2 separate regions of the Arachis hypogaea genome follow, and region 2 is linked to region 1. A link is a contact called in public Hi-C data. All regions are on one chromosome and are shown on one strand. The core of a region is the stretch at or near the end of the contact, and the rest is flanking DNA. Distances in the headings are between cores, read along the strand shown. Region 1 holds the start of LOC112728190. Region 2 has its middle 8.3 kb from the start of LOC112728192.

What was found. Hi-C and Micro-C count contacts between places; a contact is called where the count stands out from the background.
Region 2: a Hi-C map of leaf shows a contact between it and region 1, with 1.7 times the contacts expected there. The contact joins the enhancer-like site here to the promoter of LOC112728190 in region 1. A contact is called at or near these places in 2 of 8 Hi-C or Micro-C datasets (both in leaf).

What each region holds. Positions count from the first base shown.
Region 1 is chr12:109,659,066-109,664,646 of arahy.Tifrunner.gnm2.J5K5, reverse strand. LOC112728190 reads left to right here and starts at 3,172. Exons shown (of 6, transcript XM_025778234.2): 1 at 3,172-3,698; 2 at 3,879-3,986; 3 at 4,184-4,321; 4 at 4,445-4,505; 5 at 4,921-5,045; 6 at 5,426-5,581. The coding sequence starts at 3,321. The coding sequence ends at 5,485.
Region 2 is chr12:109,724,716-109,730,296 of arahy.Tifrunner.gnm2.J5K5, reverse strand. No RefSeq gene overlaps it. Among protein-coding and RNA genes, the nearest start is that of LOC112728192, 8.3 kb to the left of the region's middle. Within about 2 kb of position 2,191, at least 1 of the 3 cell types and tissues checked has open chromatin away from gene starts, as enhancers often do.

The DNA.
Region 1 (5,581 bases), core at 1,923-4,422:
AGAGAGTTGGAAGAAGATTTAGAAAGAGAAAGAAAGAAAGAGTGTGAGAGAGGATGATGGTCGCAGTGGAAAGGTGGATAATTTGGAATTTTTGAATAGTTTTTTAGGATTTGGATATTTCTGTCATACGGAACTCAATTTTTATGAGTATAATAATGGTCATTTTTTTATTTGATGGATACATTTATCAGCGTCTGTATCTCTCATGAGTTATGAATACATATAATAATTCATTCTAATATATAAATAGTTGATTCTTTTAACTTTGGACTCATTCTTACATAACATGGGAAAAAAGAGTATAAATGCATGAACTTAAGGTACAAGGCTACAAGCAAGACCACATTGTACCGTAGAATGCCACATACATTGATATATGGAAATTATTTTTAAAAAGAGTTTCTACTTATTAATTAATGACAAAGAACAAGAAACAAACAATGTCAAAGCAAGAAATAATAACAATAATAATATGCTATTTTTTAAAATCACGTTTGTGTATATGCAATGATACTTGAAGCCAAAGTTTGTGTATGTTCATGTTTAGAAATGCAATAATTGATGACAACTATTGTGCACTGGTTTTCTTTCAAGTCCTTTGGGTAATGCAATCCACACATGCAAAACACATCAAGAAGTTGACAATGTCCCTAGCTATATCAGAATGACCCAAAATGTATCGTCTTTTGCGGGATATTTAAGGGCCTAATATACTCCTTTATTTGTCTCTGAAACTTCCATTGTGTCTCATAATAAAGAGTGCATGATGTCCTCATGTTTTATTTTATTTTATTCTTACATAGTCCTTTTTTTTTATGAATTTAATATCATCAGTCAACCTACTAAAATCGAAGCATATTACAAAGTTTAATACAAATTTATATAAATACTTATAAATTACCTACAAATGAGCTCTTAATACAAAAGTAGAAAAAGACTCATATTTATATTCAATAATGCTTAAGTATACATAGAAAAATCAACTATTAGGCCACTACTTATAGAAATATGTATTTAGTATTTTATAATTTTTTATTATAAACTTTAAACAAATTTGATTATTATACTATGATAGATTTAATTATTCTATAATTGATTATTTAGTTAAAATTAAAGAATATGTATAAATATATTCAAATAATAATAGCTAACATAGTGATCGATTGATTTTAATATATATGAACATTTTTTTTTATTTTCATTCTAATTTTTATTTGCTATTGTGATCTACTTTTGAAGTCAAATTAAATATGGTGAGGAAGTTTGTCATAAACATCTATTCGCATTGAATTTAGGGACACAGGAAAAAAAACATGGTTCAGGCTTTATTGAAAGGTTTAATTATTTTTAGTTTTACCGATGAATCTATGTTTCGACCCAATTAATATTGGGACGCTTAATTTGTTGGTTAGCATATTAGAATTTGTTAGGAAAATAAATAAAAATATTGATTATTGAGTTATTGTATTGAATATAAAAATTAATCATCCCGAATAAATAAAATATTTTATATTTATATTCCAAACAAACTTTAATAATATGCTAACTAATTAATTAAACGGTTTAGGGTTGACTTTTTTTATATAAAAAATATATTAGTATTTTTATTAAAAATAAAATTATTTAGTGTAATTATAAGTGGATGGATTTTGTAGGTAAAAAGTCAACACATAGCAATACCTGCATGTTGAACACATTGCAACATCTTGATTAACACGTAAAAATCGCGTTGAATAATTTTCATAATATTATAATATATTTCAAATATTAATATTCAACTAAAATATCATCTTCATTTCTATATTAAAAAAAACTTCCGGCAGTTTAGTCATATTGGATTTAGATCCTCTAAAGTTTGAATTTTACTTCAGAGAATAAAGTTTGGATCCTCTACCATTGAATGATTTCTCTTTCATATTTATTATTGGTCCACCTATTAAATAAATAGTGAGAGATCACACTTTACTCTTTAAAGTGAATTTCAAACTTTAGAAGATCCAAATCCTAGTATATTAGTTGGTTCATAACGACGCAAGTGTCGTATTGATTGAAGTCATTATCATAACCACCAAATTATGGAACAGGGTAGGGTCAATATTAAAAGTTAGGAACACGATTTAGTCAAATAAAACATAAAATCTTATACAAACATTTTGATTTATAAAAGCGGGATAATTTGCACATACATATCTTTTTACATGGTAATATTAGATATGGTATGTCGTTAAGCTAAATTAACGAAAAAAAACCAAAAAGAATACAAGACATGGAATTTTCTTAAAATACAAAGGGTGAAGCTTCAAACTATATATAGTATAGTTCTCGAAAGACTTATTATGATGGGACATCAATTTTGTCCTCAAAACGTTAAATTTTGTTTGGTATTAATCCAGACGTCAACCTTCTGATGCAAGAAAACGATGAGGTATGATATGCTACATTATTTACTACTCAAAGGTCAAAACAGCATGATTTCATTTCACCCTTAAATATTTATTTTATCATGCACCATTTTATTATATTTTATGTTGTTGTTTTACTTTTTTTTTTTTTTTTTAGTAGACTCGCCACTCAAGTAAAAAGTTTGGAATACATTCTACAAAAATTTGGATTCGAGTCTTCTTAGAATAACTTACTCAATCTATAAGTAGTAGATTGACTAATATTGAATCTTCCTAAACTTTGGTTTATATTAAACAGAAGAGTTGATTTAATTTTAAAATTTAATTTGAAATGATGTAAGACTAAAATTTTAACATTTGGATTTTTAATATTTTTTATTTTATTCCATTTTTTCCCTTAACAAGCATTCAGAGAATGGGAGCAAAGAAGTTTGCCGTGTAAAAAAAAAAAAAGAGGAGATTCAGGAGTCAGGAGTGAATTCTTTGTTTTTTTTTTTTTCTTACAATATCTCTTAACACAATAGATTAAAGACTAATTCATTGCAGGTTGAAGTTTTATTTAAAGGTTTGCTACATTGGTTGTTGCATGCACAAAAAAAATTTCGAACTCTCAACACTTGTTTTAAATCAATTAAAATTGATTTTTTTATGGGTATAGATTACATGAGTGTTTTGGGCCTTAAAAAAAGTAATTTAAAATTCCGTAGTTGACATTTGTTAGGCCCAATAGGCCCAATTGTTGACCCAAATTAATGAGACCAAAACAAATGAGGGGGAAAATGACAGCGCTGATCCCACGTTACCCGCCGAAACTCCGAGTGTGTGGGTGTGGCGGCGTGGCGCTTCAATTCACGAACTCGTGGAAGTGGAATTGGGAAAAGCGTGAAATTTTCGATTAATTGGAGGGAAAAAGGAAAAATGTCAAGACGCGATGTACCTGATTCTGATCCAGATGACGATGGCTCAGCTTCAAGCTCCGGCGAGGAAGAGGAAGAGGCGGAAGAAACCACCGTTGCCGCGACCGCAAAGACGGTTTCGGAGTACGAGAAGCAGAGGCTATCGAGAATAGCGGAGAATAACGCAAAGCTGGAGGCACTAGGTCTGCATAAAATGGCGGCTTCCTTGTTGAAAAGAAAAGGGAAAGAGAAGCTCAAAGAAGAAGAACTAGATGATCATGATGATGATGATGATGAGTATATCCCCGATGATGATGCAGAAGAACCAGTATCAGATTCTTCGGACGATAAAGATGAAGAATTTGTGATCGGAAATGCTTCTGGATCGCGCAAAAGGAAGGTAATTCACTGAAAACCTTGTTATTTTAGGGTTTAACCTTTTCTGGTTGCTGTTGTTGAAATGGGGCAAAAATTGCAAAATTGAGTTACTTGTTTTGTTGTTGGTGTTGGTAGAATGTTCAATTTAAGATAAAGCTACCCAATTATGATGTTTATTACTGTCCTCATACCTATGCAACAGGTGAAGGACAAAGGTTTAAAAATGAAAGCTAAAGTGTCTGGGAAGAAGCATTGTAATAGGAATTCAGAGTACGTTGATGGTGATGATGAAGATGAAGCTTTGAGGCAGGTAATTTTGATGTTTAGATCATGTTTGTTTTTGTTTTGTTTGTTATATACATCCTAAACAATTTAGCCTACATGAGACACTTTGTTGATTCATCTCTCATTTGATTAGATTTCAATGGAGTCCACATTAGTTGGTTTAGCGTTTTCGATAAACGAGTGCAACAAACATTTCTCTAACTATATTATAGTTGTGGATAGGCAATTGCTCTTTCCCTGCAAGACAGTGGTGTAGAAGATTCCTCTTTCAAACATGTAGTGAAGAACATTACTAAGTCTGAGAAAAAGAGGAATATTCAAAATCAAGAGGATAAAGAAAGAAAGAAGAACAAGAAATCGGTTTGTATTGAGTCATTCGTTTATCTGTTCAGAAAATTCATCTCCTTTATAATTTTTTTAACTTGAATTATTGGAGTGATTCACTTACATATCTTTTAGTTAATATTTTGATTGTGACTACAGTTTGCTAGTAGACTGCAAATGACTGAAGATGAACTCATTGTACACTTCTTCCAGCTTGATGGTAATGTCTTCTACTGTTATCCATAAAAAAAAGGAACCATTTCTTTTTTTTCCTCATTAAGCTCTCAATTTTCCAATATAGTCTAAGAAGCCATTTTTAGCCCATCACAATTCTATATTATTAATGTTTATCGCATGAGCAATTTGCTCTAATGCTCTATGTTTTTGTATGCATTGATTGGCCTCTATAGTATATACCTTCTTCAAATGGTAAGTCTATATTTCTGTTTTAGGTATCACATATTTGACATTGATTAGGATGAGATTAAGCAATATCTTGCTTATGTAATTATTTTATTATGACTAGGTTCTAATCTTATGTGTAAATGAGAGTAGAAAGCTTTTTTCTTTGCTGTTTTTTAACTCATCACAAGGTGTTGGTGCTTGACAATGACAAGTGAAGTTGTGGCGTGCAGAAGCAGGAAAAGGAACTGTATCAATGAGAGATCTACAAAGAGCAGCCATAGCTCATGATTTCTCTTGGACTGACAAAGAATTGGTCGATATGATTCGTTGCTTTGATAGTGATGGAGATGGAAGGGTCAGTATTAAATAGCATTTTTCAATTGTTCTTGTGTTGGGAAAGTTACACTTGCCTCTAGAATTTCGGTTAAGTTCAATCCGATCCTTTATTTTAAATAAAATAGGCCTTGACCTCCTAAAGGAAGGTTTTTAGTTTTTGGGGAGGATTAATATGTATATGAACAAATAGAGGCAGGTCAAGATTAATTTCACCAAATCTCAAGGATGTAATTTAGCCGTTTGTTTTTGGTTGGACATCAAGAAGAACATCAATCACCATCTAGGCTCTAGAACTTGACCATTTTCAACTTGAATTTTGATATTGCTAAAATATTATAGAATGACATCTATTTTGACCATATGTAATTAACTACTTAAGAATGATTTGTTGTGCTGCAGATAACCCTTGACGATTTCCGGAAGATTGCTGTTCGATGCAACTTGATTAGAGAGTCTTAATTTTGTCATATAGCAATTCACAGATTACTGTATAAATTTGCCATCACTAGAGAGACTCTGAATGTATTGATTTCGTGCGGAGTCACACATAATGAC
Region 2 (5,581 bases), core at 942-3,441, 67 kb before region 1:
AATATCAGTGATATTTTATTTTTTATAATTAAAAATATATTTTTTTTTATAAAATATCAATGATATTCTGTATGGAAAAGTCTAGGGGCCAGCATGTAACCAGCAAAATTTATTAAATTTTGTCCAGCATGTAATTAGTAAAGAAAAGTGAGTCATTGAATAAAATCATACACCATTAAAATCATCATTGATGACTATTTGATGACTACAAATCACAAAAATTGTTGGCCTTGATACTCCTCATTTTGTATTATTATCGTAATAATATAAAATACTAAAATAATTAAATATTTTTATATTTTATATTAAAATTACCCATATAAAAAAAATTAGCTCAGGACCATCCTTCAACCTTAGGCCAAACTTATTATTATTATTAAATAATTACTAATTAATAATTAACAGTGATAACTTAAAGGTAGGGAAGAACGGAGGTGGTTTCTTTAATTTATCATTGTTTCTTTTCTTTTCTTTATTTTTTATTTTTCCTTTTTAACCTTTTAAGTAAGAGAAATTTGGCTGCATAATTTAAAGGATGGTATTGGTACTTGAATATAAAATATTTTTAGGCCTTGGCTTATTAATGTAGAGCATGCGTTCCTATGTCACTATCTTAATGTTTGATTGGCGTTACAAAACAAAGTGATATTAGCATACGTACTATGACACAAAAGAAAAGCTAATAAATGGTTGAAATGTTTTGGTAAGATTATTAGGGGATGTTGAGTCACTTGTTTGTATTCTAGCTACTTCATGATTTGACACATTTCTTTTACATCTCTTTAAATATACATTTTATTTCTAAAAATAATAATCATGCCATTCAAAAGTAAGTTAGTATTTTGTTGCACTGGATTTAATTCACTATTTTTTGGATTTTAAAATAATATTATATATTTTAAGAATCTCCTAGTTTTATTTATAGACATATTTGGATATTTTTATTAAAGATATAAGTATTTATATATTTTTTTATTAGTTTAAATTTTTTTTTAAAAAAATTATAATTTAGTATCAGAACTTTTATGTCAGTAAAGTTTAAAGTTCAATAATTATTATCTCCTAAAAAAAACATAAGACAAATTAAAAAAAAAATATCAATGCAAAGATTAAAACAAACTAAAAAAAAAAGTTTTAATTAAATAATGCTTTAGAGTAAAATTATTTATGTGTCTATTTTTGTGGGTATATACATTTAAAAAGAGTAGTTTTAGACTTTTACTACAATTTAAACAGGTGTATTATACATTAATCTAGTGCCTTAATAATACAAGTAGGGCTGGAAGTGAGTTAAGTTGAGTCAAGTTAGACCAAGCTCAAGTTCGACTCACAAATTTGAGCTTGACTCACGACTCGACTCATTAACAATCAAGTCTATTTCTTAAGTTCAAGTTCGACTCGCGGAAAGCTCACGATCTTGCTCAAATAATAGGAATATAATCTATAATTTTATATTAATAAATTATAATTTATATATTTTAAAAAATATTTAAAAAGATCAATTTTATATATTATTTATCTATCAATAAATTATAATTTTTTATTTATGTCCTACAATAAAATTATATATAAAAAATAAATTTTAAATTTTAAATAATTAAGATCATATATATATATATATATATATATATATATATATATATATATATATATATATATATATATATAATCGAGCCATCTCATGAACTAACGAGCTTAGTTTATCCAAATTCAAGTTCGACTCATTTAATTTATGAGCACAATTCCAGGATCAAACTTGACTTAGTACCAGCTCACAAATTTTGCTTATCAAACTATTAACAAGTCAAATTCAAACTGGTTCCTAAGCTGACTCGACTCACTTCCAGTCCTAAATACAAACTACTTACTCATCATGATATTGATTATTTGGTCACCCTTAAATTTTAGTAATAAATTCTCATTTTAATTAATACATAACTTTTTTATTAAATTATGTTAAATGCCTATACACACCTTACAGTAAGGTATTCAAATATCATATTTTGCCATCAACGACTAAGGAGCCAGCCAAGTTAGAGGATTAGGTGGCAGAAGGTACAATTTTATTCATATTGAAACTGTTGCCTTGGGAGACAAAATTAAATTATAATTATGTGCTAGTACCTTGTGAGACCAGTATTCGTCAAGTTGCGTTTTTGCCTTTGCTGATTAATTTTTTAAAAATATAGATAATAACACGAAAGTAATTACAGTTCAGTAGTTAAAGGTAGGCTAGGGTTCTGTTTTAGTATTTAATATTTTTATTAAATTTTAATTTTATTTCTAACATTTAAATATTCTATTTTTGTCTTATTTATATTTTATTTTATTATATTTTTATTTTTGGTCAAAATTATTTTTCTTTTAAAATTACAATTTTCTATTTATTTTTTTTATTTTTATAGATCACTATCATTACTATTATAATGACTACAATTGCAATTTTTTCATTACCTACAAAAAATTATAATAAAAGAAAAGATATTTTCAAAAAATAATTTTAACCAAATGATAAAATAAAACAAAATAAAATATTTATTAAGATAAAAATAAAATATTTTAAATATTAAGAACAAAATAAATTTTAATCTAAATATTAACTAGGGTCTAAAACAATATTTTATCCTAAAAAATGTGTAAATATGGGAGAGAATAAAACTGGTACGGTGATTAAAAAAATCCTATTTAAATTTTTTTATTATTATTATTATTATTATTATTATTTGCCTGATTAGGTGAGGCAATGAGAAACTTATCTTAATCTTGCTTATAAATCTAAGCCATGCCTTATATCACATCACTTAAAAGCTAATGTGTTAATTTGCTTCTTTGTTCCCTTGTGATTATCCTATCATAAAAGCTTACTTGTGATTCCAAATTCCATGCACAGAAACTAGAGTTTGACAAAAACAAATAATAATAATAATAATAATAATAATAATAATAATAATAATAATAATAATAATAATAATAATAATGTGGATTAGGCATAGTTCAGTTGTCCAATCCATAGGTCCACATATGATAGTTAGATAAGTTGTTAATTATTGTTGTAGGTAACTGAAATTAGCTAGCCTAGTAGTAGTTCAGCGTTGAATAACGTGTGTATAAGTTAGAATGAATTTCAGGTCTAATACGACGCAGGTTTGGAATTAAAGTCCAAACATTATGGCATTAAATAAATCCAAAAAAAATAGATACTTCAACGTGTCCAGTAATCTGCGCATTGTTGCTATAGGTGTTGGGCCAACCGTGGGGAGCTCTCGACAACCGGGGAGAATTCGGGGAGGAATCGAGTGAGAGAACATAAGATGAGAAGACACCACATCTAACTCAAAACCTTAAGGTGTCAAGTTAATGGGTCTCTCATCTTATAAACTCCTCACTCTTCCATGCTTTCTTTGATGTGGGACTAACTTCAACACTCCTCACACTTGCAACACTAACAATCTCCCCCTCAAGTGTGAGCCTCACATCAAGCATCAACTCCCCCTCTTTCTAGCTCCTCCACCACCACGAGTATTCGTCCATCACACCGCCGCAAAACACCGCGGGACACGCCGCCCGGACCACCTTTGCCGGGAAGACTTTCGATGCTTCACCTTGAATACTCCTTAAACCAGACCGATTAAACCATCGGCTCTGATACCACTTTGTTGGGTCGAACGTGGAGAGCTCTCGACAACCGGGGAGATTTCGGGGAGGAATCGAGTGAGAGAACATAAGATGAGAAGACACCACATCTAACTCAAAACCTTAAGGTGTCAAGTTAATGGGTCTCTCATCTTATAAACTCCTCACTCTTCCATGCTTTCTTTGATGTGGGACTAACTTCAACACTCCTCACACTTGCAACACTAACAATAGGTGCTATTGTAGATAAGAACTTTAGTAAGAAAACGAATATCTGTTTTTCTTCTTCTCCTTTATTATTATTATTATTATTATTATTATTATTATTATTATTATGTCACAACAGAAAAGGATGCCCAAAAAAAAAAACACGAAAGAAACAAGAGATCGATTCACAGTCCCGAAATTCCAACTGTTTGAATTGATATTTAGATAAATTTTATTCTACTTTTTTTTAAATAAAGGATAAACTATCTCTTTTAGTAATTAATTATGATTTTTTTATCTATATATTGGTATTAGTATCGATGATGATCAAAATCATTATAGTGATAAGAAGAAGATTGTGAATGTACCTTTTATATCTAGAAATTGAGTGATAATAATTTTAGTGCACAAGATTGGAAAAATTTTAAGGGTACTGAAAAATATCGATATTTCAATTGTTTTAATAGTTGATTTCAATTAATATATTATATATATTTTTTATAATTTATATCAACGATTAAAATAACTGGAATATCGGTATTTTCGATATACTTAAAACTTTTTTTATAAGATTATATTTTGCTCCGTATTATTGTCGTCATTATTAGATGATTATAAATATATTAAGAGATACAATAATGATACTTGCACAAAGCATTTGATTTTCATGAATAAGAATTCCTTTCAAGTTGTGGTCTTTAAAATGGATTATAAATTAAAGAATAAAGTATTTTTTTTTTATTTTTGATGTTTGATATAAGTTTTTATAATATTTCTAAATTTTATTTTATTTTAATTTTATTTTAAAATTTTTTTATTTATATTAAATATACTTCTAACAGCTATTTTTTTTTTTTAAAAAAATTAGAATTAATTCAACAACAATTTTAAAAGAACAACCTTTAACATAAATAAATTAGACGTAATTGTCATACATTGTTGCTAGTTTCATTCTAAATTTTCTAAACAATTTAACTATCAGAGGTATATTTGATACAAATCGAAAATTTTAAGGACAAAATTGAAACAAAATAAAATTTAGGAATATTTTTAAAATTTTTTAAAAATTTAAAAAACAAAAAATATATTTTACCCTAAATTAAACTACTAATAGTGTGAATTTCTCATTGTCATTATATGATGAATTAATTAAAGTATGTAAGAGAAACTTAATAAAAATAACAGTAGAAAAAAAAAGAGAACATCAATTTGCATGGAATATGAGAAGGAAGAGACTTAAGAAGTTCTTATGAAGAAGATTTTTGAGAAAGAGTTTTAAACTTTTTATTTTGTGGTTGAAACTAATTAATAGGTATGTAGTATGAAAAAAATAAAAAATTATGAAATTTCTCTAGTGATTTTATAAATTGCAAAAACGTTATACTATGGATAATTAATTTGGTTGTCAAAATTTAAGTTAAATTAAGAATTAAAGTTAATCATGATAAGTTAATCAATTTTATTCAATAACTATTAGGCATGTGTTATAAGATGATAACTTACTCTTTATTTTAGAGAGGGTTGAATTAAAAGAGTAAAGAAAGAAAAACTTGTAGAACAAGTAATGCACATGATGCAATGTACTATAAATTGAATTGAACTAAAAAATATCTTTCAATGAATTACTAAAAGTAAGTTTGGTACACTTCCGTTACGTTCCACTCCTAAAAGACTTATATAGAGTGGTTAATTAAGTTTGTGGTTCAGTACTATTGATGACAAGTCATCTTATGCTAGTTTC